2 separate regions of the Sus scrofa genome follow, and region 2 is linked to region 1. The links are chromatin contacts, called in public HiChIP or PLAC-seq maps. All regions are on one chromosome and are shown on one strand. The core of a region is the stretch at or near the end of the contact, and the rest is flanking DNA. Distances in the headings are between cores, read along the strand shown. Region 1 holds the start of LOC110260430 (WAS/WASL-interacting protein family member 3-like). Region 2 has its middle 180 kb from the start of SOBP.

Region 1 (7,730 bases), core at 2,428-4,927:
AGCACATTTGAAGAAGCCTACACTTTGTCATTGCCAAGGTGTAACAATCATCATTTCTGAGGTTTATTCTGAACTAAACGTCTCCTCGCACATACTTTATGTGCTTTTATTCTGTCACTGAAGACATGCATTGTGGATTCTAGTCCAATGTTCTCACCTCAGTTTTCTGGAGGAATATGCCTGTGAAGGAACAGGTGGCTGATTAATGTAATTATTTTTATTAAATGCCTGAACCATGGCAGAGCAAGGAATTTTCTTTACAGGAAGTATAGCTGCCTCTAAATATAACTTTGGGCTACAGTTCACCTTTTCTGTTTATTTTATCCCCAACTTATGAAACTGTATTTTAGGACTTGGGCTATATAACTTGTTATTTGATATCATCTGAACAACAGTGAATCAATTGTAATGGTTCTGGCACCAAAGGAAAGATAGGGGACTTAAATATGTTTCCAGAAGACAAAAAACCTCTCTTTGTGTACACTTTATAACATATGTTTCCACAGTTCTCAAAAGTCCAAAAAAACTTTTCTCACTACTTCTCATTAAAGACCAAGAGGACAAAACAGAGAAAACAAACTCCAGCCCACGTATTATTTATCAGAGGTTTTGGATGACATTCAGATTGAAAACCAAAAAAGATTCCCTTTTCTTCTCTCCAGCTCAATAAACGGCATTAGGATGCTTATTCCTCACTGCGAAATACACCCACTCTCACACACTTGGGAATGTTGTGTTAGCGTTCCAGGAAATGGGGGGCGGGAGGCTGTGTTAGTGCAGACAGGTTTGGGCTCCTCTCCACGTCCTTGCTGCTGGGTCGTCTTAGGTCCGCAGTGGGCTGCTGAGGTCTTCGAGGTCCGACCAGAGCACCTGGGCTCACAACTTATGTATACCTGGGTACACTCCCAGAGGCTACCGGAAAAATCTTGAATAGGGGACCGCTTTACCGCAGAGCGCTCGCTGAAACCTCAGAGACCCCCTTCTCTTGACTTTTCCGCGGCCCGGATAACCGCCCCAAGATTTAACTTTGCTCCGGGCAAGTGTTTGGCGCGGACCCCTTGAAGAAGCGAAGTCTGGTTCGGCTCCGCTCAACTCTGGCCTCCTCTCTTGCCAGGGAGGGATCCGGCGAGCCACGTGGAGCCGGGTGCGGCTTCACCTCGCTTCCTCCAGGCAGGGAAGAGAAGAGGCGAGAGGAGGTACTCAGCTCTCCTGGGTACACTCCCAAGCATTTGTTATTTGGCCTTTGCGAAACAAAATGATGCTAAAAGGCAAAATGGCCAACGTGGAGGTACTCAGCTCTTCCGAGTACGCTCCCAAACAGCTCTAATTTGACGTTTAATAACCAAAACAATGCCAAAATGCAAATTAGGCGATGGAATACCCAGGATGAGCCTCATTTGACAGGCCAAACTGAGATTTTAATGGAAAGATTACTCATACCTGCACACCAAATTCATTCTGTCTTTTAGTACTTTTTAAAAAATGTGTAATTTTAATTTCCACCACTGTCACAATGCACACTCCACAATAACACGCACTGAAACAATAGACACCCCCATATCGCATTGTGTCAGGTTATTATGAGGTGTCGCGGCGCGGGAAAGCGAAGCCCGGGACGTCAACCAGTCCCCCGCCGCACTTACGAGCACTCAGGGCCGCGTGTCTCCAAAAACTCAATAAACGGTTCAGGCCGACGCCTCAACCCAGAGAAGGACAAATGTCATCGGAGCATGGCCCCGGGCGTAGACGGAGAGGGTCAAAGAGGAGGCGAGCGAGGACAGAGGGAGCGAGCACCGCTCGGGGGAGAGCAGACGCGCGTAGGGAAGTCGAGGAGACCAAGTGCATCCCAGCGGGTGGGGAAGGTCCCTCCCGGGGTGATCGGGGTGTCCCGACCCCCGGAGAATGGAACCCCGCGCGTGGCCCTACGCTCTCAGCAGCACCCAGTCCTTGGGGGAGCGTTAAACCCAGGGCACCAGGACAAGGGTGTGTGCGGGGTCACAGGATAACGCTGTTACTTTGTAGTGAGACACGTGTGTGTCTGTGTCTGTGTGTCTGTACGTGGGGGGGGGGGGGGGGGCGGAGAGAGGGAAGGAGAGAGAGGGAGCGAGAGAGTGATTGAGAACCAGAAGGAAAAGAAAGAGCAGGGGGCTGAAGGCCGATGTCCTACTTTTAAGAGGCATTGAGAGGCAAAAGCTTTCTTGTAAGCAGAGTCGCAGCCCGTGCCGCGTTAGCGACCAGCGGAACAGGGCGCGGGGACCTCTCCAAGGGGCCTCCAACCTCACGCGCCCTGAGGTGGCCCCGGAGGGGGACTCTGTCCTGGCAACTGGGGGAAGGTCGGGACTGGGGGTTCCTTCTCCCAAGACCCCGGCGCTGCCACCCGGAGGCGGCGAGCTCAGTCCGCCTTTCCAGGGGCAAGGAAAGCGGCCCTCTAGCCTCGCGACCTCGGGTCCCCAGACCCTCCCACCGCCCGACCTCCTCCCCTCAACCTCATTCATTTTTCCTCAGCACCTTCTAGTTCAGGCTCAAAACCCAACTCCAAGCCCTCTCGAGCCCTCATCACCGAGCTTAGGAGAAGGGCCAGGGTCGGAACGGGCTCGGGGGACATCGTACCGAAGTGGCGGCCGCGAGGGGCGCCGCGTCCCGCGGGTGCCCGGCGCGGATGAGCCAGCGGCCGAGAGCAGCCCCCGGAGCCGCGCAGCATCCGCGTCTACAGTGACGGTGGAAGCCACGCCCGCTCGGGAGCTGGGGGCAGTCCTAGCCCCCCCCACCTTTCCCCCGCCCGCCCGCCCCCTCCTCCCGGCGCCGGCCCCCGGCCCGCCCCCGGCTCGGCTCGCGGGAGGCGCTGGGCGCCGGGGCTGGCGTGCTCTCCCGGGCGCACACACACATCCACGCACGCACGCCCAGAGCCGCTCTCTCCGCGCCCGGCCCTCGTTCCCCTCGCCCATGCAGACGGACAGAGCGACGGAAGATGGCTGACGACTCCACGGGGCACCGAGGATGCAGCCCGGCGGCGGCGGCGGCGGCGGGAGCGGCAGAAGCAGCGGCGGCGGCAGGGGCAGCGGCGGCAGCGGCGGCGTTGGCGGCGGCGGCGGCGGCGGCAGCGGGAGCAGGAGCGGCGGCGGCGGCGGCATCCCCGAGACTCCTCGAGCTACCTTTCCCTCTGACAGCCACTGACGTTCTCCGCCGCTAGAAGAGACCCCGCTTCTCAGGCGCCTGCCTTCCCTCCCCCCGCCCAACCCCAGCCCCAGCCCCGCCAGCACCGCTACCTCCGCCAGCATTGCCACCATCAGCACCACCTCCACCACCACCACCACCACCGCCACCACCACCACCGCCGGCGGCGGCAGCAGCCATTTCATCTCCACAGAAACCAGACACAAAAACATGGCAGAAATGGAGAAAGAAGGGAGACCTCCGGAAAATAAAAGGAGCAGGAAACCGGCTCACCCAGTGAAAAGGGAGATCAATGAGGAAATGAAGGTATTTTTGGACTTCGGGGCCGGAGAGCCTGAGCCCTTTCTTCCGCCTGCTCCCTTTGGGCCGTTGTATGGATTTGGGGGTTACAGGGGAGCGCTTGTCAGTTTCTGTAGGATGCCCAGAACGCCTCAGCTCCTCCTCCAGGTGCAAAACAGAGGCCAACTCGCGGGCTGCATCCCCGAGATTTGCCTACCTCAGATTTGATGGGGGTGGGGGCGGCCGGGAAACCACATACTATTTAACCTTATAAAGCCCAGGTTGGTCCGGGCGCGTTTCAGAGGGAGGGGACCGGGGGCTCAAGTGGCCCGTTGGTGAAGAGGTTTTCTTAATCGGTGGGCTAGTTTTTTCCTCTTCTTCGGGCACCATCCCTAGGATCCCTCCAAAGTTAGAAGCCGCCGGGCCAAGGCACCCGGGGAGCGCTCGATTCCACCTCTCTCCCCAGTTCCTCTCCCGGCTCCTTGATCCCGCTTGCCCCCTAGTAGCCAGCTGCGACTAGGTGCGAGGGTGCCAAGAGGCTGTTAGTGCCGGGGCGAGTTTTGGCCCGAGCGACGCTGGTCTGGGTACCGTTTTGACCGCAGGCTCGCCTCGCCCGCCCCTGCCGGCTCCTCTCACTCGACTGCCTCCGCCTCCCGTTCGCCTTTGCATGCTCCACTTCCCAGTTAAGCAGACCCGGGCAAGCCCTGCTGAAAGATAGCTGTCTGAGGGGCGGCCTTCGCAGAGCGCCTGCCCATTGTTCGGAAAGGCCAGCCTGGAGTCCTGTCGGAGAGGCCGGGCTCCCCGCCAGGCCAGCGGTGCCCCAGAGGTGGCAAGCGCAGCAGCCTGGCGCTCCAGCTGTGCGCATTGGAGTGATTGCACAAGAGCACCGCTCAGCTCCGGACCCCTCGCGTCTGATTTCCCCCCCATACCACACTTATTTTCCAGGAAGTTGCAGCTTTTGCCCGGTGAGGGTTTTATTTTGTCTTGATTTCACGAGTCTCTCTTAATTAATTTTTTTTTATTTTTTGTTTTTCTGTGAGTTACAAACAAGCAGCAGATTTCAGGGGGAGGAGGGTTAAGTTTAATTCTGCAGCCGTCTTATTCCCCATCTTCTGCATAGAATCTGTAATACTGCCAAGTGACTTGGTCAGGTTGGTTAGGTTGGTATTTAAAAGACTAGTGATGAAAATAGCAAGCAACTAAGTAAAATTTATTGTGCTTTGACGTTGTGTTGATTAGAACAAGCATATTCTGGAGAGTGCCTTGTATGAAGCCCATGTTTAGAAAGGGGCACATGGATAATACGTCCTGTATGTGTACCTAAGTAAATATGCTTACTGTTCCTTTCTTCCAGAAAATGTGTATAGCAGTCTACATTGTGGAATAGGGTTTTTACTTCTGAGTAAGAAACTTAGTGCATGAGGTGCAGCATCAGTCCAAGGAGAGTTAAGGAAAATTTGCCTTGGAAATCAGTGCTGTTCCTTGTGATGGAAACCACCATTGCTTCCATTGATAGATAGTTTTTTTGGTTTTTTTGTTTTGTTTTTGTTTTTTAAGAGGCTGGTAGGAGTTGTCTTCCCCTGGGGATAGAATTCAAACAGTCTACAGTAACCATTCTTCCTCACTTGCCCTTCCCTCCTGTCCTGCATTTCCAAATTACTTTTTTATTTCATTTTAAATTGGAGGTGGAGGAACAGGAGAGAGGTAAAGCCACTAAGAAATCACAGTGTGCACTGTCCCTTTAAAACACTGCCTAGTGTGATCTATAGGGATGGCAGTTTTTAAGTTTCATAGGTTCTAGAATTACAAATTAGCTAATTTTAATCAAAACATGTGAAATGTTATCCCGGCTGGATATAAAGGCTGACTGTGCTCGATGCTTGGGGCTCACGTTGTTGACTTTGGCTGCAGGAGCACTCCGTGGTTTGGGAGATAGTTGTCCTTCTACAGTATAACAGATGTTTGTCTGAACTGGTGAGGAAGAAACAAAAACAACATTGTGCGAAGGGGAAAAATTACACAATTTTTAGTCAATGCTGCAGGACTAGGTATGGAATTAACCTTCGTGCACAGAATTTCCTCTTTTTAAAATGTTATTTTTCTTCCAAATCACCACCTACTGTTTGAAGTTTTAATCCTCATCATTTCGGTACAGAGCAGCATTAAATAAGTTTTCCGCGGCAAATAATTCAATTGCCTGAAGGGTCAGTATTTTCTCCCTAGTTTGGAACAATGTAGAAGAGACCCCAGGCCATAATCTCCGGTCGTGTCAGTGCACACCATGCCAGTGAGTCATGGACTCCCATTTCTAGCAGGATTGTTCAGTACACATTCTTCTAATATAGTAGCACCCAAGTCCTCATTTTAAAAGTGATTTCTCAAAGTCAAAAGGTGGAAGGGTTATTTCGAACACATTCTTTTTCTGCCTTTACTATTAATAACCGCATTAGCAAAACCCCTCCCCAAACCTCATGGTTTTGTTACCCCCCCCCCAGTCTCTCCAAACCTAAAGTGTAGAGTAACATAAGACGTTGGTTGCCCTGTATAAAAATATGTGCAACAAAATGTCACCGAGAACACAATGTGGCCTTGTGCAGCTTCATATCGGTGCCTCTGGAGCTGCCTGGCTGTGTTTGCCTTCATCTGAACGGCTTTCATCTGGACCAGTGTAAACTAAGCTCTGGTAAGTAATCACTGCCCGGCAGAAAGAAAGGAATGTATACAGCTAGCACGGCCTAAGCTGTAAAAACGGAAACCTGAGCCCTCACCGTAGATCACATATCAAGGCTTGAAGGTAGGGGAAATGAAAGGGGGAAAGAGGAGAGAGCAATGCAAAAGTCAGCCTGGGAAGTGGAGGATCAGGAGGAGGCCCCCCTTAGGGAGATTTGGCTCAGGGATTAGGGAATTTTATCGTGGTGTACAGTGACCTACTCAGGTTTCAACACTGGTTAGATCAAGTTGCTTCTCTGCAAGCTGAAAGAAAAAGGACTGGTGTGTATGTGATTTTCCCCTCTTCGGGTAATAGAAAGGACATTGGTACAAGTGTCTATTTTAAGTACAGCAAATGCAGGGCACTGAGAATGAGCAACAAAATTGCCTTATCGTAGAGACGTCCTTCAAGATTTCCTAATTGAGATAGTCACATATTTATTTAAAAATGGCCAGAGAAGACAAACTGGCAGAGGTTTAGCTGACACCAGTAATGGCATTGAAGATTGTCTTCATGTGGCTGGGAGCTAATGTTGGTTGCTGTTTCACTAGATCAGATATTGAGTTACATTTTCGTTATCACTGGCTTAATGTACATGGCAGTTGTAACAAATTTAAATTTGATACAATATAATTTTGTGTGTGAAAAGTACATGACTTGGCATAGCTCCCCTTTAGTGTCCTTTAGTGAAAATAGCTTCAAGTAGAAATGTTTGTCTCATTATGACCTTTACGCTGTTTCTTTATCTTTCCTTTTCTTTTTCCTCCCTTCATCCTGGTTTTTCTTAATTAAAAAGACTCATACTGTACTTATAATCAATCTGCCTTATTATTTAGTGACCAATAGAAAGGATTTTCAAAAATCAGATGTCAGTGCCATTTGTATTTTTCACTACTTTCGTTTTCTAAAGCAAATATTGTGATTGTAGCCAATGTAGTATGCCTTCAATATACTGTTAGCTCACATTTATCATAATGGATCTTAGGAGGGAATTCTGATACGTATTGTGTTAATTCGTTTCAGAAGTTTTATAATTTTGGATGTGTAAATGTAAATATATGAGTAAGTATAAATATAATTGTGCCTAAGGGTATGTATTTTATGCACATAGATCTTGGTGAATGTGATTAGTGACTACCAAACAGTGATACAATTCAAAAAAATCTAAACTGTGAGTAGAGGTAATGAGTCAGATTTTTATCTTTGAAAGCTCTCTGACAAAACCCGGTGTGATTGATTAGGTCAAGCACTCTGCCCTGGAAACTTTCCTAGACAAACCATAATTAATGCATTTACAATGTTTGACTTCCTTATCAATTGCTCAAGTACAGTATAATCTGTGTTAACTGTCTCAGGGTCTTTGCTAAAGAAGTTCTCTGTCTATAAATATTCTCAGTAAGTAATTTGTACCTAAAATTATGCATCAGTCCTAATGTCTACAGTTGGAGTCAGGCACATCTGTTAGAGTTTAGTAGTAAACTCACCATAAGATTTTCTAGTTTAGTTTCTGATGGTCTCCATTTGGCATTAAAAATGACCTGTGTCAGTTGCACAGACAATAAAGCAA
Region 2 (7,730 bases), core at 3,520-6,019, 180 kb after region 1:
TCATGCTGCCCACATGACAAAGCCAAAGTCCAGGGCTGGAGGTCCAAGTGCAAAAGCACTCAAGACTCACACACCCTCCCCTCCTTGGCTCTTCCTCTACCCCAGAGCTCAGTCTTAGCTTCCTTGACCAGCTTCAATGAGATCCCATTAGGGGACATGTCACATGCCCCTTACAGCTCTTTGGCGGTTACCTGTGGACTACAGGGTGGCTGGCAAAGCCCTCCCCACTTTGTCCCCTGCTGGCCTTTCCAGCCCCACCTGCTCCATGCACCCTAACCTTACCTGTGCTCCACCTGCTGAATTAGGTGCTGTTTCCTGATGCTCCCTGCTCTCTCCCCCTCCTTTGTCTTTGCACAGAAGGCTGCCTTGGACTTGAATGACTTTCCCTGTCTTCCCTGGGCAATTTCTGCAGCCCAGCAAGACTCAGGCAACTACTCTGGTAACAGTCTCCTGGAGAACCCTCAGGCACCACCTCTCCCCTCCCAACTGGGCTAGCACCCCTCCACACCCACCTCCATCCCCTGCACAGGACACTCAGCTTGTCCAGCAGCTCACGCACTTCTGTCCTATGCTAATCTGCAAAGTCCTTAAGGCCTGGGAGCCTGCCTTATTTGCCTCATACCTCCTATGCCCAGCATATGGAAAGGCCCCCTTATTACCATTATCTTTAATTCACAAACCACCCCCTTCAAAGCTCTGATGACATGCTACCTCTCCTCCAAGAAGTCGAGCCTGACCTCCCCAAGGGGCAGTAAATTGCTTCTCCCTCTGGCTCCCACGGCTTTTGCTGAAATGGACCAAGATTTCTTCTCGAACTGTCCTTTCCACATTATCCGGGCTCCTTGAAGGTGGATACTGTGGCCTTCCTGACTTCGCATCCTTCCAGAGCAATCATCTGCCACTGGAGCAGGAAGTGGGGCTGAGCTGAGGCCCCTTGCTCCTACTAGACTATGGGAGAAGAGTACAGGAAACACTGGAACCCCAGAAACCAGAGTCGTAGTGCAGCAGACACAGGAAGCTGATGAGTTTCATTGTTTCTAGTGCTCAAGGGAGGAGGTGCCAGCGGCATCCCTATTACATGGCACATCTTCTGGCTGCTTTTGAAAGCCATGGGGGGAGTCTCCATTGTGGGTCAGGGGAAACCATCCTGACTAGTATCCATGAAGACTTGGGTTGGATCCCTGGCCTTGCTCAGTGGGTTAAGGATCTGGTATTGCCATGAGCTTTGGTGTAGGCTGGCAGCTGTAGCTCCGATTTGACCCCTGGCCTGGGAACTTCCATATGTCACGAGTGTGGCTCTAAAAAAAAAAAAAAAGTAGAACCACTGCCACCAGTATATGGAGTTCTTTTAGTAAAAGAAGGGGCCTCTGCTGGTTCATACACACTGGATGCTTCCTCTGTGCACGGCCCCACCTAACAGCTTTGCACACATTCACTTATTTAATTCTCACCACAGCCCTGGGAGGAGGTGATACCATTATCATCATCCCCATTTCATAGTTAAAGAAACTGAGGCATGATGATGAAGGGGGTTTCTGTCCACAGACAGAGGCAGAGCCTGGCAGTGGGCTTCAGCATCCACGCTCCCCGTGGCAATGCCTAGTGGTCTCCCAGGGCCAGGACGCCAGGTGGTTCAGGACGTAGGGCAGAGTTCAGGCATTTACTTGGTGCCTAAACCATGAGATCGAGACACCCTTGACCTCTATATTGTGTTTGGAGAGGGGGAAAAAAAAAACAAACCACTGCTTCTCTTGACCCCACGTTTTGACATCACCAAAAACACAACTGTCAATGTATCCATAGGTCATTGTGAGGGAGATGGGGTGGGGGCTGTGCCAGCAGCTTGGGGGAGAGGAGAGAAGAGAGAGGTGCTTTGGTCCCTGTGTTAAATTTCCTGGGGAAGGAAAAAGAGAGCATGTGGGGCCAGGGGCTGTTTTTCTTTCCCTTTATTCTGATTTGGGATAAGATGGGCTTTCTCCTGCAGTTTTTGTTTAGGTGGATGAAGGGGTGTCAAACAAGAGCAACAGGGGGGCTGCCAGGGCCACACAGGATTGGGTCTCTTTGCCCAGAGGGCAGGGCGCTGAAGCCAAGCCTCACAGTCTTGGGCTGGGCCATTGGATCTGGGGTCAAGCAGCTGACCAAGGGAATGGATGCAAATGTCGAAAGCCTCCACATGCCAGAGAGCACAAGGGGCCATCCCCCCGGAATGTCTCAGCAATTCTCACAAACCCACCTGCTATAGGCTATGCCATCATCATTTCTGGATGAGGAAGGTGCAGTCCAGGAAGATTATGTGATCTGCTCAGGTCACTCAGCAAGTAAGTAAGGGAGCCAAGATTTGGACCTTTGGCCCCCACATGCCGTGTTCTTTTTCTTTGTTTCTTTAGTCTTTTTAGGCCCCTGCCTGCAGCATATGGAAATTCCCCAACTAGGGGTTGAAACAGAGCTTGTACCTGCCACCCTGTGCCACAGCCACAGCCATGCCAGATCTGAGCCACATCTGCGACCTACGCCATAGCTTTTAGCAGCACTGGATCCTTAACCCACTGAGTGAGGCCAGAGGTCAAACCTGCATCCTCATGGATACTAGTCGGGTTCGTGACCTACTGAGCCACAACCGGGAACTCCACATGCCATGTTCTTTGATGGCACCACAGCTGGAGAAATACCAGCATCAACTCAGGTTATAACTCAGTTTGAATTTGAATCAGCCAATAGGACACATGCCTGATGATGTCATCCCAGCCTGATTCCAGACCTCTGGGACCGGATCACGCTCATTTTCCTCACCCGTTCCTCACATGCAGGCTTGGGCCAAACCGGCAGTCATGAACCCTCCAAAGGAGGGTAACCCTGGCTAATCTTCATGGACATTTATCCAACATGTCCTACGTGTCATTTTGGTTGTGTTATTTTATTTATGCCTCACAACAACCAACAGTCATTGCTATCATGATTCCCATTTTACAGATGTGGAAGCTAAGCATACAGAAGCTAAGGAAGGCAGAACCTGCCACTGGTTTGGGAGGTTGGATACCTAGCCCTCACTAGCACACTCACATTTCGGCTTCCCTCTTGTGGATGGATGGACGCCTGAATGCATGAACGAAAGAGCATTTAATTGAGTACCTGGCATGAGGCTGAATCTTACAACAATCACTTCCACAAATGTCATCTCATCTTTGAGCATGACTGGAGCATCAACCCTGGAAGTGACGTGGAGGAGCACACAGTGGTTCCATTCTCCCGATTGGAGGAGTCAGTTGCCCACATCTTCACCTGACCTCCCTTCAACTCCTGTCTTGAATGAGAGCCCTTCTTGGCAAACACTGCCGACCTTGTGATCCAACAAACAGGAGTGTTCAAAGGGATTCACTCCAAAGCTCTTGATGGTGCTTATTTCCATCCACGTGCTTTCCTTTGACAGCCTGGGAGCAAGGACCGGGGCTGATTCACTTTTGCATTCCCTGCGAGCACCTGGCACGCAGCGCACCCTCCATGCTGAAGGGCTGAGATGTTTGGCAGGTCGATCCCGGCCGCTGTGCCTCCCCTCGCTGTGGGAGCAGGATCGGTTGAGGCCCTTAGATCTCCTCCACCACCTGGGTGTCTTCAGAACCCCCTTTCCCATTTCCCGCTCTGGGCTTCCCTCGAGAGCATCTGAGCAGCAGGTGAGGGGCCATCATACCCTTACTTTTGCAGAGAAGGCCCTCACGGGGAGCCTCAGCTGGTCGGGGAGAACAAGGAAAACCCCTCATCATTTCCCATCTCCTGTTTTTCATGCCAACGCCTCACATTCCATTGAAATATTCCATATAAATTCATTTCTGGCATTGGGAAGGCTTGAAAAAAGAATGTGTTTGGGAAAGGCTGGTGTTGGAGCGAGTGAGCTCTGGAAGATGTGCCCTTCGACCTTGATCAAGAAAGGGAAGGTCAGGGCTGAAGCATTTTTAGCTAGAACATTTAGACAATGGGGGTATTTCCCACCCTCGCTTCTTTCTAGGTTTATTTAAACAAAAGGGAAAGATGACTACAAAATAAAAACAATGAACACAATCATAGGCAGAAAGAAGGTTTTATAAAACAATAGCACCCATCAGGGGTCCTTGAGATTATGTGCTACCCAGCACCCCGAGCCCCCAGCCCACACCAAGACCTCCCTCCCTGGTCTCAGCCCTTTGCCTCACTATATCCCCTTCATGCACAGTAGCTGGATTAGGGCTCAGGACCTAAGGCCAGGAATGCAATAAGATACTTTTATACCTATTGATCCTTTAAAAAAGAGTTTGTTTTCATGAAACTTTAATTCTTCTTCTTTTTTTTTTTTTTTTTTTTTTTTTTAGCTTTTTAGCCTAACTGCTACACATTTTATCCCTGTTCTTTGTGAAATGCTAATCCAGCCTGGGGTTTTCATTTTCCGGGTGTTACTTTTCAGAAATTGTATATCTGCATAGCAACCCAGCAAGGGCTGCCTATGTCATGGTATCACATGTCAGAAAGATGAAAAGGACTCCAAATCTCAGCTCTCCACAAACTTGGCCCTCCCATCCTAGGGCAGAGAGCTTCTTGGCCTTAATAGAAATGGCAGGAGAGCCATTTCAGGGCCAGAGAGGTGCAAACTTTTATCTTGTTGATGACAGAAAACGACACATGACCTCAGCTCGGCTCAGTGGGGACGAGCAAACCAGAAACAAAGGCCGTATTTTTCTCTGCTCTCGTCTCTGCTGTCAGCTTCCAAGTGCAACCTGAGCCTGGATTCCGAACCCAGTGTCCAGATTAGAGATTGTTGACTCAGATTTAGTGGTGAAACGTGAGCCCAACTCTGTTGATGGCAGGCCTTGAAGGAGCAAGTTTACTTAAGCCAAGAGAGATTGTATGTCAGACGAGAGCCTGGCTTCTCTTTATCACAAACTTCCTGATCTGCCTCTGTTTTAATAGTTTCCACCACCACTACCAAAGAAAGACAGCGAAAGAGAGACAGAGACAGAGGGAAAGAGACAGAGAGAGAGAAAGAGAGACAGAGACAGAGAGAGAAAACAGAGATAGGGAGAGAGGGAGCATTGCCCTGAGTTCCATCTCCTCCGTGTCATAAATCAGGAAATTAACAAGTGTGTAACCGGCCTTTGCCACAGTCAAAGACAATGAGCTTTTTGTGTTCCTTACCGTGGCCAGCACTTAACATAATCAATGGAGAGCTCCACTCAGAAAGGATGAAAAATGGGGGCCTGATCTTGCCTTTTAAAGGATCTTTCCCGATACTCAGGCACATGGCTTTTATGAGGCTCAAATATGGCTTAGAAACTTGCCTTTTCGTTCCGAGGGCAGGTCATTAAGAGAAATCATTATATCGCTTTCCCTGTCTCTGTCTCTCTCCGTTTTTTACTTTGGCACCTTCCCGGCTTTTCCTTGGCTTCTGATTTCATCCCTCTTTTAGATTCTCTGTGCCTTCAGTAATTTATGTGCAAGATATTTTCCCAACCTCCAAATGTTTTTCCATTTGGCAAACCGTGTCCCAAAGCTTCCACACAATGTAACTGTAGAGTTCATTTATACTAGAAAACATAAGCTTGGTTAATGGAAAAGCCTAACACGCTGATGTCAGTGACCCCGGGTGCAGGGCCCCAACACAGACGATCTTCCAGGCCACCCCTGGGGATGCACAGGGGGTGGGGGTCGGGGAGGAGTGTCTTTCCCAGGTTGCCACAGATGCTTGGCTTCAACCCTCCTTGTCTCCGAAAAGGAAAGAATTCCTTCCAAGCCCCTTTCTCGTACAGTTTTTGGAAGCTTCAGGGCACCATATGGAGGAATCATTTCATGATCCTCCTGATGGCTTTTACGTGAGCAGCTATAAATTGGACAGTTTCCTGCAGGTCTGATATCCCTACGGTACCTGCTGAGGGTTGTCGGGAATCATCACTGAAGATGTTAGTCCTGTGCTGTTCTTGATAGGAGAGAAAACCCAGGCCCCTCCTGGCCGGGGACAATGTTACTTTGGGAAGCGGACATGGGGGTGGGGCAAGCCACAGAGGCCTTTCCAACTGGTCACAAGGAGGTGCTTGCTTGCTTGCTTGCTTGCTTGCTTGCTTGCTTTTCTTTCTTTCTTTTTTTTTTTTTTTGGCTGCCCCCAGGTCATATGGAATTCCCAGGCCAGGGATTAGGTCCAGATCCTAGCCATAGATGAGACCTAAATTTCAGCTGCAGCAACACTGGATCCTTAGCCCACTGAGCCAGGTCCAGGATCAAATCTGCATCTCAGCCATCCCAAGACGCCACCAAGCCATGGCGCCACAGCAGGAACTCCACGAGGGTGCTTTGCTCCACCGGTGACTTTTTCATTCCAAATCATGGATTTAGGACAGAGGTGGGAGTTGAGGCCCCACCAGTGCAGGACTCCTGGGCTTCTCCCAGGGCTCTCAATACTCTGTTGGCCAGGCTGGGCCAACTGGTGAGATACAGTTGAGGCTGATGGGCTGGGTTTATGTCCAGTCACTCACAGGGCATATCTAGACAGCCCTTTGGCTTCTGAAAGATGAGCTCTATTCATTGAGTAACTGGCAATTTTTTCTAAACAGTTGCAATGATACAAACTCCTTGCATTTTACCTTTCATTAATTTTTTAATTTATTTTTTATTATAGTTGATTTACAATGTTCTGTCCATTTCTGCTGTATAGCTAAGTGACCCAGGCATATATATATATATATATATTAATATATATATATATATATATATACATTCTTTTTCTCTCCATCATGCTCCATCACAAGTGACTAGATAGAGTTCCCTGTGCTATAGAGCAGGATCTCATTGCTTCTCCACTTCAAATACAATAGTTTGCATCTACTAACCCCAAACTCCCAGTCCATCCCACTCCCTCCCCTCCCCCCTTGGCAACCACAAATCTGTTCTCCAAGTCCATGAGTTTGTTTTTTTTTCCTGTGGAAAGGTTCATTTGTGCCATATATTAGATTCCAGATTTAAGTGATATCATATGGTATTTGTCTTTTTCTCTCACTTGCCAGAGTGGCTCACAAAGTGCTTTCTCTCTTGATCCAATACTGTTGACTTAATAAGCCAGTCAAAGGCAAGAAGTCCTAATAACGATAAGACTGTAGGCGAGTCTTTTTAGGGTACTTATTTTGCTCGAATAGCGTTTTCTTAACTCACTGAATTTCTCTGGCCCTCTGGGTCAGTGCCTAGAGGGCAGAAGTTGGTTAATATCTTCTACAGAACCACCCATGAATGAGGCACCGAGCCCTTAAATTGTTTCCCAAGCAAGTCCCTAAAAAAAAATAAAAAAATAAAAAAATAAAAATCATAGTACTAAAAATTGGTTGGCTCTAGGAACTCATTCCCTCAGATGTATTTTTAGGCTTTTGTTTATCTTTCTTGATTGATAAAGTAATTATCAAAATGCGTTAGAAAATAATAGCCAACTGGTGAGAAAAGGAACAGTTGGAGGAGGCAAAGCAATGGAGGAAAAGCATGCACAGATTCTACTCCAGGCCTTCCAGCGAAACTCCATGAAAATTCATCTTCTCTTTTGCCTTTTCCTTCCTGGGAGGCTGATCAGGGCTCTGGCTTGATAAAGCCTCTCCATCACAGGGTAGCTAATTAACTCCTCCAGAGAGGCTGCGCTCATCCTCCCTCCCCCAACCCCTCTCCCTTCCTCACCTTTCCTCCATCCCTCTCCACTCTGGAGTCTGCCACAGGCCAACCAGAACCCCAGCAGA

What was found. HiChIP or PLAC-seq counts read pairs in DNA pulled down with a chosen protein or histone mark.
Region 2: an H3K27ac HiChIP or PLAC-seq map of skeletal muscle shows a contact between it and region 1. The contact joins the enhancer-like site here to the promoter of LOC110260430 in region 1. A contact is called at or near these places in 6 of 47 Hi-C or Micro-C datasets (brain, fetal skeletal muscle, heart right ventricle and 2 more) and 1 of 2 datasets of contacts at active chromatin or transcription factors (skeletal muscle).

The regions. Positions count from the first base shown.
Region 1 is chr1:73,546,431-73,554,160 of Sscrofa11.1, forward strand. It overlaps LOC110260430 (WAS/WASL-interacting protein family member 3-like), which reads right to left and starts at 3,678. Exons shown (of 3, transcript XR_002343702.1): 1 at 3,448-3,678. It overlaps SOBP (sine oculis-binding protein homolog), which reads left to right and starts at 3,348. Exons shown (of 6, transcript XM_013992735.2): 1 at 3,348-3,480. The coding sequence starts at 3,385.
Region 2 is chr1:73,724,577-73,732,306 of Sscrofa11.1, forward strand. No RefSeq gene overlaps it. Among named protein-coding and RNA genes, the nearest start is that of SOBP, 180 kb to the left of the region's middle. Within about 2 kb of position 4,770, at least 10 of the 83 cell types and tissues checked have an H3K27ac peak or open chromatin away from gene starts, as enhancers often do. A contact at or near this core is called in fetal skeletal muscle and skeletal muscle, where this site is marked.